2 separate regions of the Gossypium arboreum genome follow, and region 1 is linked to region 2. A link is a contact called in public Hi-C data. All regions are on one chromosome and are shown on one strand. Each heading gives the region's core, a stretch centred on a gene start, on an enhancer-like site or on the middle of the called end of the contact. The rest is flanking DNA. Distances are from core to core; before and after follow the strand shown. Region 1 has its middle 19 kb from the start of LOC128290122. Region 2 holds the start of LOC108488709 (D-galacturonate reductase-like).

Region 1 (2,941 bases), core at 18-2,517, 240 kb after region 2:
TAAAATATTATTATTTATTATTTTATTTATTTTATTAAAATATTATATTTTATAAGTAACGTCGTTTGATACATTGATGATATCATTTTATTGCTCAAAATTGACTCATTCTCATAAATAATCTTTTATTTATAGTGGCTCCCTTGGTTTGACACCCTTTCTTTCTTTTTGTTTTATTAATGTAAAAACCCCCAAAGTAAAAATTATAAAAGGAGATTAAAATTTTACTTTACAATTTTGTTAAATGATAAAATTTTATTAATTGTTTTTAATTTTTTATGAAATGGGATTTGAATATTTTAATTTAATTATTTTATAATTTTAAAAATAAATTAATAAAAATATTATTTTTGATATTTAAACATATTTAAATAAAGAAAATTTTCCTGTATATTGCACAGGGGATATAATGAGCAATTAAAAATTTAAAAAGAAAATAGAGAGCTCCGTAGGACGCAAATATCCATGGGTTTACGTTACAAAGAGAAACATCCCTCCGTCGCACACCATGGCATTGTTTCCACACAATACGGCACCAAACTTGACTGCCTCCCCCAAAGGAGACCTTACTTCATTCTTCCTAATCGCGTAATTTCTCTGCATATCATACTAATTAACCTGATGATCTCTGAAGAGTGTTTTATAACTGCTGTTTTAACCCAAACAATTCAGTACCAGTACCAACCCAGTTACTTGTAAATATATTAAACATGTTTAAATTAAATGTATCGTTTTTCGTGCTGTGTTTTTCTGTATCCTTATATGAAGAGTGGAAAGAAATTGAAGCATAAACAACAGACTATAACAACATACCTAATCACAAAAGGTTCTGTTAAATACTAATCCAAACAGTTTGGCCGACATTCTCGGGCTTGTTAATTGTTAATTGGCCGACATCTTAAGGAATATATATACGTGTGTGATGCTTAAATGGCATTTAATAATAATACAATATACCCTCAAAAAATCCAAATATGAGATTAGCTTTTTTTATGAAATTAAAGTCAGAGTGTGTTTCATTTATTATATTTATACCTACCCGTATTTATATACTACTACTTATTTCCCAAATTTGGCTTCCTTGTCCTTATGCAGTTGTCTGTTTTACACAGAGCGAAGACAAAATCTTAAGAAGGGTGAGCAGTATGGTGGTGGTTAGGTCAATTCATGTCTCGAAAAAGTCCATGGAGTTGACCCCACTCCGCTTCATTTTTATGAATCCATCAGTCGTATGAAAGGTAGCCATATCAGAAAGCTTTGCAGCATTGCCCTGGAAAGACCTTAAGAAGATGCAGACACTTTGTGGAGCTTTATTTACTTATTAAATTCACTCCTTGCTTTGTAATATGAGTTGTTGGTTTCTACAAATTGCTTTTGAACAATTAATGTCTGTGTGTCAGGAATGGAATCTGGATAGCAACCAGATACACACAAAGCTGCTGCCTGCCTGCCTGGTTTCTTTTGAGAAAAATGGTGATGGTGATGATGAGAGGTCTATGTGTTGCTGATCTAGGCATTATTAACGAAAATGACTTTTACCAACTAATAATTGAGGACAACAAGTCAAATGTGTTAGTCCTTTCATTTGATTGATGGTAGCTATACATATGCGTAGAAACGAATAACTCCATAATGCAAAAGTTAGATGGTTTAAATTCCTTGAATGGGTACATAACCCACACTGACATCACCAGCAGCTCAGCATGAGAAAAGAGTTTCACATCATAGGAAATACTTGAATTGGATGCTCTACTCATATTTCTTACCTTAATCCCTTCTTTACTTTCCATGGAAGATCCTTCAACGTTGACGAACATTAACTAATATGGAGGACCAGCTAAGCAAGTTTACTGCATAAATCTTTTCTCCTTTCAAATCCCTCCAAACAAGATAATAGATTCTATCAACTAAGTAGATGATTTTGTTATAGATATGATATGGATAAGACTCGAATAGGGTTAGTTCAAACTGTTTCAAGAAACTATATTGTCTGCCTGCATTTGGATTGTTCGGCCATAATGATGAATGATAATAAACAGCTCCCAAATCACTGTGTCCTGTGATTAAGACCATTTGAGAAAAGAGAAATCAAACCCCCCCTGCCATTGTCAAAAGTCGGTTCTTTCTTTCACCACAGATTCTATGCCTCGTTAATTTATTTAATGGTGATAAGGCCTTTTGAGGGGGGCTCACCACACCACTCACTTTACCTATACCGTCGCCAGTCGCTTCTGCAAAAATACTGAATGTGAAAAAGATTCAGTCGTTGGTGTACAACTCTGAATCCCAAGAAAATCTTTAATATGAAATTAATTAATTCTGCTTATATTTCCTTGGGAATGGGACTTCTAACAAGTAAAACGTGCATTCAGCAAGGAACGTGTCAGTTATTATTTATCTACCTTCAACCTCAGTAAAATATATAGAAAAAAGAATAACATTCACCGAAATTTCTAAAATGTCGACAGGTTTTTCAATGAGTTGGGTGAAAATTTTGTCTCAAGTGATAGAATAGTTGTCGTAAGTGTGTTATATATTGTAAGACACGAATCTAAATTTTATAATGTGTGAATGTTGTAATTTTCTTAATAGGTGATCTTGTGCTCATGCACGGTTCACCTCTTCAAACACTTAAATGAGGTATTTTCATTTTATTAAATTTATCATATCTTCAAGCATTTGAGTTTTGAACTTCCATCGAAACAATACTAGCTCATTAACATTGGATAACAATTCAAAAACTTCTTATATATGAAATTTGTGAAATTTTAATTATTAAAATAAACAGGTTACAATGAAAGTATAAATTTCTATTTGGAAAGACAAGGAAACTATTAATTGAAATATGTCATTCATGGTGAAACTTAAAAGTCAAAGTTTCCAAAGTTTCCCGTCAAGCTTTTTTTTTTAGCAAAATTCCCGTCAAACTTAATTGAGGTCA
Region 2 (2,954 bases), core at 335-2,834:
ATCTTTTGAATGACTTCTTCCCAAATTGGGGTCGTTGACATCCCAGTCAACTTCCAGTGGGGAGAGGGCGTAATAAAAATTAAAATTCTTAAAATTTTGAGAATCAAACACCTTGGGAACTAAGAAATCTTTCATGTTTTGGGTCAAACACCCTCCAAAATCAAGTAAAGCTTAGCATATATTAATTGTAAACATGAAAATAAATGATCATCGTTCTTGATATCATAGCTGTGCCTCAAGCTCGGCGCTGGGCTCGATAAATGTACCGATGGAGTTAATTTTGCACTGGGGAAGAACTCTGATCTTCTCCAATTCTTCTACACTCAATGACCAATCAAATATTTCAAGGTTCTCCTCCATTCTCTTCTTGTTGAAGCTCTTTGCTATCACACTTGCCCCTTGCTCGTACACCCATCTTAGACAAATCTGCCATCTCTATTTATGTCAACCAACACTATTTATCTAATACATACTCATATTGTGTACTTGAAAAAAAAAAATCATTTCCAGCCACTAAAAATACAAGGAAAAGGGAAAAGTCCACCTGGGCAATTGTTTTCCCTTTGGCCTCAGCAATCTCTTTCAAAGCATGACAGTCGAAAATCCTGTTATCTCCCCACAACGTGCCCTTTGAGCCCAGAGGGGAATGAGCTGAAACATGAATACCCTTCGCCTTGCAGTACTCATTCAGCTCCTTTTGCTGCCAAAGAGGGTTCATCTCCACCTTTTAAACAAATTAAACAATTTATAATATCATATCCTGGTATCCATGTGTCACGCTTGGGTATTTGAAGAAAAATGAAGAGTCAATTGCTCACCTGGTTGACGGCGGGAGGGATTTTGGCCAAGGAAAGGATTTCTTCAAGCTTTCTCGAAGAGAAGTTAGAGACACCAATGACTTTGGTGAGACCCAGAAGTTGACACTCTTCCATGGCACTCCAAACTGTTTTGATATCAATAACAGATACTTCTTCTTTGGGAACCGGCAAACGACTCACCTTTTTGCTAAACTTTAGTGGCCAATGTATGAGATAAAGATCAAGATATTCTAGCTGAAGATTCCTGCAACACTCATAAAATTAGATATATATATATATATATATATGAAAAAAAAAATAAAGTGATTTGAAGGTTCAATTTATGGAGTTGTGCAAGGGTAAAAGTAAAACTACTACTCGAGACTCATTTTGATGGCGGGAATGACCAAGTCTGGCTCAGCATAAGTGCACCATAGTTTGGAAGTGATAAAGAGTTCATTCCGGGACTTGATGAGGCCAATGTTCAAGGCCTCAGCGATTGCTGCTCCAATTGGCTGCTCAGACCCATATATGAAAGCTGTATCAAAGTGGCGATACCCGGCTCTGATTGCCTCAACAATGGCTGATTTTAGGGTCCCTGCATCAACTGGTGGATACGAGGCTGTCCCCATGCCTATCACTGGCATGGTTAGCCCGCTAAAGGAGGAGACGACTGAAACGATTGGAACTTTATTCTCCATAATTTTTAGTTTATGATTACACTGTAAAGCTTAATGATTGAAAATCATCGCCTAAATAGTGTCCTAATCACACAGCATAATTACAGGATTTGCGGTATACACCGTTGATTTATTGGCTTAATTAAGGTATTGGTGTAACAAATTGTCTGGTGCAACCAACATCATCTGTTTCGTTCATTACGCGGAGCATTACCTTTGATGGACAATTAGGTTGGGTGTCTCCCATTTCAACATTGCTTTTGGAATTAAACAAGTGTCATTTCTAGCAAACTTTTATTACTTCTACTCAATGGGGGAAATGCACATCAAAGAAAATACAGCCATGCCTGCCACTGTTTTTTCTTCTGAAGTTATTAGGTAAATTAGAGATTATTTGTGGACAAAACAATTAAGTAAATTTAAGCTACAAACGTACAATCAAACCGATATCTACTATAACCATCCTTGTTGACCTGGGGTTATGGACCGAGTCAACCCATTATTCACCCGCCAACTTCCTTTGATTGATAAACCTTTAGTTTTAAAATTAGATTGTATTACTCTCTCCGCTGAATTAGTAGCCTCAAAAAATTATTTTGATGTTTTATATATATTTTTATTACTTTTATTCAATTCCACCGTTACTTTTGTTTGGAGTAACTTCGTTTTAATTAAAATATTAATTTTTTTTTAGAAAAAATAGAAATGCAAAAGAATACTTCAAAGGTAAAAAATACATGAATGAAAAAGGCTAGAAGCTACATGAATGAACTTGTTTTTTAGGGGTACATGAATGAACTTGTTAGAAGATTATGTCTCAAGTCTTTTCGGTTCGATTTTAGTTTCACTTTAGTTTTTTTTAATAATTAAGCTAAATCCATTAACTAATTTCTAATGATTTATATTTCGCCAGTTATTCGGTTTTTCCGAAAGTGTTTGATATTTTAAATTTTTTAATAATGTTTTAAGTTTAATTTTCATCTCTTTAACATAATTTCTAATATATTTATTTTAATAAATAAAAATAATTGAACTATTTATATGCTTTTAAGTTTTTCTATCACATAATTATAAATGGGTATCCAACTAATCATAAATTTTTTGGTCAAATTTTATGATGAGAAAATACCAATTCTAAAATTTGCACAATAATAATTTTGATCTTCAATTTTTATGTATTGTGTCAATTGACTGCATAAATTTCTTTTTTTCTTAAAAATTTCTTTAAAAATATTTTTTTAATTTATAAAATTGATCACCCACAAAATATTTTTAAAATTTACTTTATAAAAATAAATTTATTAATTTATATGAAAATAAATTACCTTTTACTCACTAAAATCCAGAAATTCCTAATATTTTTCTTTCAACATTTATCACTTTTCTCTCAAATTTCTTTTATTTTCCTCGCACACTCTCTAAAATTTTTACAAGATACTTAATTTACATTTCAACACTTTTAAGTGCGTCTCCCTAA

What was found. A called contact is a pair of places that touch in the nucleus more often than the background predicts.
Region 1: a contact with region 2 is called in a Hi-C map of leaf, with 2.1 times the contacts expected there. The contact joins the enhancer-like site here to the promoter of LOC108488709 in region 2. A contact is called at or near these places in 2 of 5 Hi-C or Micro-C datasets (both in leaf).

The regions. Positions count from the first base shown.
Region 1 is chr3:36,919,189-36,922,129 of ASM2569848v2, forward strand. No RefSeq gene overlaps it. Among protein-coding and RNA genes, the nearest start is that of LOC128290122, 19 kb to the right of the region's middle. Within about 2 kb of position 1,268, at least 2 of the 2 cell types and tissues checked have an H3K27ac peak or open chromatin away from gene starts, as enhancers often do. A contact at or near this core is called in leaf, where this site is marked.
Region 2 is chr3:36,681,837-36,684,790 of ASM2569848v2, forward strand. LOC108488709 (D-galacturonate reductase-like) reads right to left here and starts at 1,585. Exons shown (of 4, transcript XM_017792999.2): 1 at 1,176-1,585; 2 at 819-1,062; 3 at 545-724; 4 at 95-426. The coding sequence starts at 1,498. The coding sequence ends at 223.